3 separate regions of the Rattus norvegicus genome follow, and all the other regions are linked to region 3. The links are chromatin contacts, called in public Hi-C and HiChIP or PLAC-seq maps. All regions are on one chromosome and are shown on one strand. The core of a region is the stretch at or near the end of the contact, and the rest is flanking DNA. Distances in the headings are between cores, read along the strand shown.

Region 1 (3,303 bases), core at 181-2,680, 240 kb after region 3:
GCCCTCTATTGGATGTAGGATTGGTAAAGATCTTTTCCCAATCTGTTGGTTGCCATTTTGTCCTAACAACAGTGTCCTTTGCCTTACAGAAGCTTGGCGATTTTATGAGGTCTCATTTGTCGATTCTTGATCTTAGAGCATAAGCTATTGGTGTTCTGTTGAGGAAATTTTCCCCAGTACTCATGTGTTCGAGGTTCTTCCCCACTTTTTCTTCTAGTAGTTTGAGTATATCTGGTTTGAAGGGAGGGTTCTTAATCCACTTGAACTTAAGCTTAGGTGCAGAGTGATAAGCATGGATTGATCTGCATTCTTCTACGTGCTGACCTCCAGTTGAACCAGTGCCATTTGTTGAAGATGCTATCTTTTTTCCACTGGATGGTTTTAGCTCCTTTGTCAAAGCTGTTCTTTTGGCAACTGGGGGTGGAGGGGGCTGTTTGTTTTTGTTTTATTCCTTTTTTTTTTTTTGCTTATTATTTAGCTCCTGCAATCCCATCACAGAAGAAAATGTCCAATGGAGGTGGAATGGGAGTGCACATTGGAGCAGCACTGTGGTTGGTGCTTCCCTAAGAGCCACAGATCTTGAGTGCCAGGGCTTTAAACAAGGTTTTCCTATTTAAGAATTTAAAAGTGATTTAATACTTCAAAAGTATTTTCTCTACATTTGAAAGCAGTCAGGTTCCCAAAGACAGTGGGTGGGGCCCAGGAGTTGGAGGAAAATGCCTGGCCCTGCCTTTTATGAGGTGCAGTGATCAAATACAGAAAAGAACTGAGAAATTTGACTTAATGAGGTGACAAATTTGAAGAGAGTTTCCTTTCTATAAAAAAAAAACAAAAAACCGAACAAACCATTGCAGTTACTTCTAAAATATTTATTGATTGAATATTTGAATGAATGGAGCAAATAACCCTGTGACACATAAATAAAAATATGCTCAGAGAACAGACTGAATGCCTGTCTTGCCAAGCTCCCTGGATGTTAACTGTGCTCCTCACAGCTGGCAGAGCTGAAGCGGTTGACAAGAAACAATGCATTTCCATCCAAGACTGAGTTCACCAGTCCCTTCTCTAGTCTCCCCATCATTTCAAACTCTCCTATTACTTTTATAAGTGTTGTTTTATAAGCCAGAGTTGTCAGAACCTCCAGTTGCCCTAAACATCAGGCATCTAGTACTAATGTATTGTAGAAATTAAATCTTCCAAAATAACTATTCTGGCAATTTCTGTGTCAGAAATTTTGAACCAGGCTCAGGTTAAAGCTCCCACGTCAAACCACTGCTAAACTGTTTTTCAGGGACTGTAATCCCTGAAGATCTGAGCACTCCCTCTGATGGGGGGAGGCTCCATATTCAAGCTCAGTTATGACTGCTGCCATACCTTGGTCCCTTGCCATGAATGCCTGTCTCTAGGGCTCCTTTGTAATGGGCCAGCTGGCTTCCCTCTGGGTAACTGATGCAAGATAGAGTGAGAAAAAAAATTCCCTGGACGAACACCCCTATCTATTTATAACCTAATGTTGTATGTGACAACCTATTATATCTGCGATATTTTATTCATTAAAGCTGGGTCATTAAAATCCAGTCCATCCTCCAGCAGAGGCGCTAACCCAAAGGGCTCTGACTACACAAAGATAGGCTCACAGGGCTGGCTCCAAAGGTACCAGTCTAGAAAGTGGGAAAAACACCCTCTGACATCATGCAACTTCTCAGGAGTAATGGCTTTGTGTGGTTGAATTTTGTAGAGACACTCATATCCGTGTAGCCCCATCGATCATGACTAATAAAAGACCAAGTGGGAGATAAAACTGAACTGAACCATTCAAAAGCAATCATGAAAGCAGATGAAAAGAGCGCAGCATTATAATATATCAACATGATGCTCAAATATGCTCACGAGACAGTATGATAATTGGGTATATTTTTTCTCAATGTGACTATATATCTTTTATTTGGGGGTTTATTCTCACATGGTATCAAATACCATTAATAGTCCTAAATGATGTCAGTGTGATAGAATCTTTCTCTGTGGCAATTATCTAAGGCTGCCTATATGATGAATGTTCAAACATGCCTAGGAACTTTACAGACAGATGGTTGTTTGGGTCCTCCTACAGACTGTCTGCACGAGAGTGAAGCTCACAGCTTCCTGTGATCTCCCTTGCCTCCACTTCTTCCCCCGCTTAGCATCGAAGTTGATTTGAATTTTTTTTCCTCACACCTCAGGTTTGATCATCAAAAGTAGGTCACTTACAGCAGCTATGTTCCCAGAGTGCGAAGAAATCAGGCAGCTTAAAAGCATTCAGGGTGAAAAGCCTGTCTTGCAATTGGAAAGAAACATCCAGTGTGCTTAAGGAGAACTCTGGTGAAACAGGTCCGACTACTCCCTCCTACAATAAGACAGAGGCATTCTGTGGTGTTCTCTTCACACAGATGAAATGAAAGCTTGTGTGTGGCCATTACAGGAAATCTTGCCACTGCCCTACCCCCTGGTCCCTGAGCTACTCTAATCTGCCTGCCATTTTTTCAGTGCTAGGACTTGCGCTCAAATTTAAGACCAAAGAAATACATTGAGTCAAGCGGTGTCCCTCAATAACTCAGCAGAAGCTAGAAAACTGGCCTTGTTCAGAAACAGGCTCTTTCCAAATGTAATCAGGTTATGATTCAATAGTGATGGGTTAGACTGAGTGCTAAATCCAGTACAAATGGCTAAAGATGAAGCAGAAAATTTGGACACTGAGGCCTAGTACAGAGGAGTAAATCTCTGGGAAGGCAGATGCCAACTGGAGTTTTGTCTACCATCCAAGAAGGTCAATAGCTATTCTAAGCCTCCTCGGAGTCTCCAAAAGGCATAACAACACTACAGTATCAGCACCAATGTCTAGAACCATGTCTTTGCATCCTCTGGGTAGAAGAGGCATCCGAAGGCTGCGGGTTTTTGCACTCATTCACTCGGCCCAGTCCCAGACACTAATCTCTCCAGCTGCAATCTCTCAGATTCATCCTCAGGCCAGTCACAGCCTTTTCTCTCAATCCAGCTCCAGGCCTGGGTCCTTCTCAGCCTCAGTCACAATCCCAAGGGCCAGCAGGATGAGTAATGACTCTCTAAGTCTGATGGCAGGCAGGAAGAGCTCCCTGCCTTGTCCCTCTTCTCTAATGCTCCCCGAGGCTTTAAAAGCAAGGTTTATTGTTGTTTCAAGGAAAGTCCCTTCTGGTATAGAGCCTTAAAATAGACCAATGAAAACAATATGCTTTCAAAAGCTCTATGGGATCATTCATTCTTCCTTTTCCCTATTTATTTCCTTTATTT
Region 2 (3,612 bases), core at 934-3,433, 150 kb before region 3:
TAGGAGGGCTGCACCCCAGAAAGGTGGACTTGTCTCTGAGATCCGATTGCTCCCCAGTTTCATTATTAGCATTCTCTCTACCCACACAGCTTCAGGACAACCATATAGAAGTGGCCTGGGATTTTCACACAATCAATTGTGTTTTTCAGAGTGGTCCTGTCCTGGGTACTGGAAACCCTTCATCAGCTCTAAGGAGTTTAGTTTTCCCTTGATGCTGTGTGGACGCTGGTGCTTATTTTAGACCTCTCCCTAGCTCTGCATCTGTACAAATGCCGCCCCTGGGCTCAGCTGATTCGCATCAGAGTTCTCTCTCCTCTGCTCACCCAATTCTTCACCTCTGACTCTATGCACTGGCATCTGTCTTCCTGTCATAGTGCAACTTTTGAAACAATAACAACAACAACAATAGCAACAACAACAACAATAAAACTTCTCATATCACAAAATTTGTACCCATCTACTTTGATCATATTCTTTTTCCTCCTCCAATTTCTCCCAGCTCTCACCCTCCCTACCCATCCAACCCACCACACATTTCCCTCCCTCCCTTTCACCTTCCCCCATCTCACAGACCCCAAATGAAAATTAAAACAGGTAAACAAAAAAGAAGGAAATCAATAAGACAAAAAGTAACAAAACAAAACACACACAAAACAAACCAGGGAGCCCAGTGCTTGCCCTCAGGTAGAGCCTCTGTCTTATCTCCTCAGATGGCTCCTTCCACATGGCTTTCGTCAGAGGACAGCTACTCTTTCATGTCTAGGGTCCCCAGGTCAGCATCTACCAGGACCTCATTCCTTCCAAATGTTAGGCTGAGGGCACTGGGATGACTACACGGAACTCTGGATCTTGACCACTCGATTGTTCTTCGTCTGAAAAAGACAACCCAGCACCGTAATAATCCCATTTCTCTTCTTCTGCACTCTGGCCAACATGCCCTGAAGTGTCAGCAAGCAGGACTTGCCTGTCCCTTGCTAATCTCGTCCTCATCACCCAGACTCTGGAGGACACAGGAGCGTCTGCCTCCAGCTCTGGGCACTCATTAAGAGTAATTTATATTAATGCACCTTCTAATGGGAAAATCAGTCAGGTGGCATAAAATTTATTAAGAGAAAGAATATTTAAGGTGATCCTATGTCCTCATTTTTTTTTTTTTTGCCAAGTGTGCACAACAATCCGGCCTCCTTCAAAAACCACAGAAATAACGGCTTTTAAAAGAATGGAGATGAGGCATTTTACATGTGTAACCATAATTTTAAAGGTTTATTGATTTTTTCCCTCTTATATGTATAAGAGTTTTCTATCTATACCACTGAGATACACAGCCATTGATTCGGAGTAACTGTCTGACTTTAGCTCTCAACTTTGACTAGAATTATAAATAAATGAAGAGTTACTACATTCCTTGCATGGATTTTTCTTTTACCCTAAGTACTGTATTGACTGGCTTGTTACCCAACAGAACCCCCCCCCAACCATCCCCCCAAACACACACACAGAAAGAAAGGGAGAAAGAAAGGAAGGAAGGAAGGAAGAAAGAAAGAAAGAAAGAAAGAAAGAAAGAAAGAAAGAAAGGATGAAAGAAAGAGAGAAAGAAGAGAGGGGAAAGCCTGCTGTACTGTCAGCTCTTGTGACTCACACTAACTAATCAGATGAAACTGTGCTCTGTGTGTTCATTTAACAAACTAAACATACCACATAGGAATCATCTCGGCATCTCCCCTGCAACCGAGTTTATTTAAGGTCCTTTGGCAGGCGCTGGTGCTGGAACAGGCAGCTACTTGGATGCTCCGTTCATGCAATTTGACACTTAATGGTTTTCCCTTGGCTGAGAAACTTAGCAAGCAGAAATCAGGAAGAAATCCAATGACCTGAGCATTGGACCTCGGGTCTATGGAAGGGAGTGCTGGGAAGTAGGGGGGTGGACAGGACTGCAGATGGCCGCTGTGTTGAAGAAGCATCAAGCAACAAAAACATCCTCTGCAGGAGGAGAAGGTCCTGTGCTCACAGTGCGGCAGGCTCTTTGAAAGAAAGGTGGGTGGGCAGATGCCCCAGCTTGTCTGAAGCTGCTGCTCCTAAAGAGCTAGATGCCCTGATTTTGCAAGGCAGACTCTGGAGGGGGCGTGAATCAACCTTATAGAATTAACTGTTTGAGACCTGTGTTGACACAGTTTCATGACTGGAAAACAATTTCTCAGTTGCTCAGAGCTTAGTTTTTCATCAAATTGGGTTTCTCTAAAGTTGAGATAATGTTATTAATTACTAAGGGTGGAACTTGCCACTTCATGCCTTCTAGTTTAATGCTAAACTCTGTTGTTGAGTTTATAGACCTATCTTCTGATTTTTCTTTTCTTTTCGTGACAGGGTATCACTCTGTAGCTGTGGCTGGCTGGGAACTTACAGATCTGCTTGCCTCTCACGTCCCAGTGCTGGGATCTAAAGTATGAGCCACCATGCCTGACCCTATTTTATTGACCTTTTTATTAATTGGATATTTTATGTATTTACATTTCAAATATTTTCCCTTTTCCCCATTCCTCCCTCTCCCTTACCCCCTTGGTCTGTTTCTGTGAGGATGCTCCCACTCCCAAACACCCACTCCCACCTCAACTCAGTGTAGGGATTACCCTATAGTGAGGGAAATGAGCCTTCACAGGACCATGGGCTTCTGATGCCAGACAATGCCATCCTCTGCTGCATATGCAGCTGGCATCATGGGTCCCTCCATGTGTACTCTTTGGTTGGTTGTGTAGTCTCCACGAGCTTTGGGGAGTCTGGTTGGTTGATGTTGTTCTTCCTATAGGGTTGCAAGCCCCTTCAGCTCCTTCAATCTTTTCTCTAACTTCTCCATTGGGGTCCCCATGCTCATTCTGATGGTTGACTGCAAGCATTCTCATCTGTAGCAGGAAGGCTCTGGCAGACCCTCTCAGGAGACATCCATATCAGGCTCCTGTCAGTAAGCACTTCTTCTCAGCAATAGAGACTGGGTTTGGTGGTTGTATATGGGATGGAGGCCCAGGTGGGGCAGTCTCTGGATGGCCTTTCCTTCAGTCTCTGCTCCATTTTGTCTTTCCTCCTGTAAGTATCTTGTTCCCCCTTCTGAGAAGGACTGAAGCATCCACATTTTTGTCTTCCTTCTTCTTAAACTTCATGTGGTCCTGAATTGTATCTTGGGTATTTCAAGCTTTTGGGCTAATATTCAATTATCAGTGAGCGTATACCATAAAGACCTCATAAAATTGAAAAGCTTCTGTAAGGCAAAGGTCACTGTCAATAAGTCAAAACGGCAACCAACAGATTGGGAAAAGGTCTTTACCAATCCTATACCAGATAAAGTGCTACTATCTAATACATACAAAGAACTCAAGAAGATAGACTCCAGAGAATCAAATAACCCTATTAAAAATGGGGTACAGAGCTAAACAAAGAATTCTCAGCTGAGGAATATCGAATGACCGAGAAGTACCTAAAGAAATGTTCACCATCCTTAGTCATCAAGGAACTGCAAATCAAAACAACCCTGAGATTGATTTGACAATCAGTCAGAATGGCTAAGATCAAAAACTCAGGTGACAACAGATGCTGGCGAGGGTATGGAGAAAGAGGAACACT
Region 3 (3,564 bases), core at 589-3,088:
ACAAAAAATTTAGGGGTGCCTACTAAAGTATATATCCACTTTCAAAGCATATATAACTAACTGAACTATATATTATATTTACATATAATATATATAATTCACTGAACTATATATTACGCATATACATACATATATATCTCATCTTCTATTTCCAGTATAATTGCTAGTAAAAGTATGAATAAACTTCAAGGAAAATATTTTTCATTAGTTAGCATTCATATACAATATATGAACAATCCTGATAATTAATATTTCCATAAAAATTTAAAATGCATAGATATATATATACATATATATGATGAAATGATTTACTTAAGCAATGAGGAAAATAAATATGACAGTCCATCTTTCTATCTCAATTCAACTGTTATGCTACTATTTTAGGGCACTTTTTAAAAAACGAAGCTATGTAAGTGCATAACAATTTTTGATTTTTATGATTAAATGAGAAAATCAGATCAAGCAACTAATTCTCACTAAAGAATAATAGTGCAGTTATTTTAATGTTAAACATTTTCAATATTTTCAGCTAGTTTGGGTTGGCTAGCAAGGGTAAAATACAAAGGCAGAGCTGAGGCAGAGAGACTTACAATGCCTCCAGTGATTTCTGTCCCGGCCCTTCCTCTGCACATGGTCAATTAGAATTGAAAATCCTGCGCTGATTTCATTCGCTGGAATTTTTAAGCAGGTCAGGAAGAAAGATGTTATTGAAAGGAAGAGTCTCATCTAAATAAGAAAGGAGCGTGTGGCCATCTGGTCTTAGCTATACGCTATACTATAAAAAGTTATTTCGGCTGAACTAAGGGTTGGTGTTTTTAAAAGATGTGCCAAAAATCAACCCAAAATCCATTTATAGTAAAAAAAAAATAGGTATATAGACATATATACCCTAAATGTTTCTTTTTAAACCCCCAAATATGCATTTGGTTCAGTTCCTATCTGTGATTCATGAGATGGTGTGACCCAGCGTCTCCCTGAGCCTGAGTAGGTTGCAAGCAGAGGGTCAGTCAATCACTTTCCAAACTCTCTCTGCCTTCACAGGGCATCTAACAAAACAGTGGCTCTTTTGTAAGTCATAAAAATAACTTTGATAGCCTTCATTCAAATTAATTTTGAGTTCAGCATGCGTCCAGACTGAGAGAAGAAAATTTGGAGCATAAAGCAGCAGAACCAGTTCCCCTTCTTAGCCATTGCAACTAGACTTTCCTTGCACTCTCTGAACACCGCTGGGACATCTGTGCACAATAATCTCAGGCCTTCAGACTACAGGGGAAGCTTAAAAATACACCACTGTTCTCTTCATGAAGAGATTATGACCTCTAGACTTTTAGGAATCAACCGTGTACTCAGAAACACAATCTGGTTCTGTAGTAATTTTTGTTCTCTTCTTCAAATTTGGATTGACGTTTTTGAGTTATGAAAGTAGTGTGTGTGTGTGTGTGTGTGTGTGTGTGTGTGTGTGTGTGTGTGTGGTATTCGTAATAATAATTATCTCACCAATAAACTAATTTATTCAATACCTGAGCACGATTCTCACTTAGAATAATCACAACCAGTGGATCTTGCTACCCAAATGTTCATTGTATTAAAGTACAGTCATACTCTCCAACATTTCAGACACTCTTATATAATAACAAAAATAAACTGTGACTGCAAGCCTATATTCTAATGTATATGTTGAATATAATCCGCACATGGTCAGCTGATACCAAGGAGCACAGCCAGCACAATCTTCAACAAAAAGACAGTAAGAATATTCTGTGATAACCAAGACTTCTGGTGTATCCCTGACAGGAAAGAGCACTGGTTGTTTTCTGTTTGGGTACATTCATCTCCTGTTTGTTCTGCCATGTCCAATAGACCATTACCATTGTATAAGGAGAAGAAACTATAGAAAATTGTTCCCTCGTAGTTATGATCTGAAACAGCATTTGTTCTTGAATGGGCCTCACGTAGTCCAACTATTTCAATCAAGTCCATTATCTTCTTGTCTTTGAAAGATGCCTTTCTAGTAACCTGTGTCCCCAGAGGGCAATGTCAGCTCTGGCTTTCAGAATGTAGGGTGGAATCAAAAACAGTTTGTTCCTTTTCTCTCTTGGATAAAGAAATTAAATTATGTCTCACCAAGTCAGAACCTCAGCGTGCGTTGGACGGGATTGTTTACATAAAAAAATAGAAAGTCATACCTCAGAAAAAGTTATTTACTTGTTTACGGTAGAGTGTTGCATCACAGAAATACCAGTCAACATGGATAGATTATTTTTGTAAGTACAAAATGTGTCAATTCTTCAACTGCATGTTTTTCTGGGCAATAATCAAATGAAACAATAATTTTTTATTCTCTTGCTTTCAGACAATCACATATTAACATTGGCAGGTAAATCTGTTGTGCTGGTCCTTCAGTTCACAGGCACGTGCTTTGGAAATCTTTTCTAAATTAGAAGTACAAAGAATGAATTTTGAAGCTTACAAAAACTGTATATCAAATGCCGGACATGTCTGAGCTAGCAAATATATCATCATTCCTATATTATTAATAAGTTACATATCAAAACTTGATAGCTAAGGTGTAGGATGTCCGTAGAATTTTTCTCCATGCCTGTCTCAAATTCAGTCATCTTGTGCGGTAACAGTAACCTTTCTTCCCGTTGATACAAGAAAAATAAAATAATATAATACGCATAATATAAAGATCTGAGCACTTGTTTGGTGAGTGACTTTTTAGGAATGACCCACAAAGTAGAAATGAAAAATACTTAGTGAACTCCTGCACAAACACTAAATCCAAGTTTTCATCTAACCCAGATACATGCTCACAAAGGCACAAGAATGGGCATCACTTCAAAACCATTTGTATAAATGATTCTTTCCTTGAGAAATTTTAATAGTAAAAATCATTTAAAATTAATAGCAAAGGACAAATACCAATTCTTAATGGCTATTACTTTTGTAAAATTTTGAGGCAAATTATTTTAAAACGCCTTTCATTTCATCTATTCATATTGAAATTCAGCCACCTCTGACATGTGCAATCAACATATTAATAAGGCATCCTAGGACCACAGAACTCTGACTGACTACATATATCATGATAAGCACACACATACTGCCCCATAAACACATCTTAAAGACAGAGAGATAGTTCCGAATAAAAGACTGCTTTCCTGTGGGTGTTGGTTAACCCGCAAACACTTGAACTTCCTATGGGCACACACCCAGCAGACGCTGGCGTCTAGGTGATTGAAAATGTTGCCCACAAAGGCGAAATTTTATCTGTGATGACATCACCAACTAACCTGGGTTCGTTGTGATAGAGTGGTGTGTTTTTCTAGCTGATGTGTGCATCTTAAGTGTGTGTGAGAGAGAGAATGAGAAAAAGACACAGAGGCAAACAGAACGATGCTCACAGAACGGCAGCCCCAGAAACCCTCTGCAGCCCTCAACGAGGCTTGTAAGAACCTTCCCACAGCCCTCTGACTTTTCCCCCCCTCGATCTTAAATAGCTTAAGTTTGTTCAAAAATGCGTTCCCTCCACCAGCGAATTCGGTTTCTTTTAGTTAACAC

What was found. Hi-C and Micro-C count contacts between places; a contact is called where the count stands out from the background. HiChIP or PLAC-seq counts read pairs in DNA pulled down with a chosen protein or histone mark.
Region 1: a Hi-C map of frontal cortex shows a contact between it and region 3, with 1.7 times the contacts expected there. The contact joins two enhancer-like sites. A contact is called at or near these places in 1 of 12 Hi-C or Micro-C datasets (frontal cortex) and 1 of 1 datasets of contacts at active chromatin or transcription factors (oligodendrocytes).
Region 2: a contact with region 3 is called in an H3K27ac HiChIP or PLAC-seq map of oligodendrocytes, with 10 times the contacts expected there. The contact joins two enhancer-like sites. A contact is called at or near these places in 3 of 12 Hi-C or Micro-C datasets (the A7r5 cell line, the Rat2 cell line and Schwann cells) and 1 of 1 datasets of contacts at active chromatin or transcription factors (oligodendrocytes).

Annotation. Positions count from the first base shown.
Region 1 is chr13:51,727,943-51,731,245 of GRCr8, reverse strand. No RefSeq gene overlaps it. Among named protein-coding and RNA genes, the nearest start is that of Mir181a-1, 310 kb to the left of the region's middle. Within about 2 kb of position 1,430, at least 15 of the 93 cell types and tissues checked have an H3K27ac peak or open chromatin away from gene starts, as enhancers often do.
Region 2 is chr13:52,125,837-52,129,448 of GRCr8, reverse strand. No RefSeq gene overlaps it. Among named protein-coding and RNA genes, the nearest start is that of Mir181b1, 90 kb to the right of the region's middle. Within about 2 kb of position 2,183, at least 2 of the 93 cell types and tissues checked have an H3K27ac peak or open chromatin away from gene starts, as enhancers often do.
Region 3 is chr13:51,971,490-51,975,053 of GRCr8, reverse strand. All of the region lies in intron 1 of LOC108352541 (a long non-coding RNA gene), which reads right to left. Among named protein-coding and RNA genes, the nearest start is that of Mir181a-1, 64 kb to the left of the region's middle. Within about 2 kb of position 1,838, at least 35 of the 93 cell types and tissues checked have an H3K27ac peak or open chromatin away from gene starts, as enhancers often do.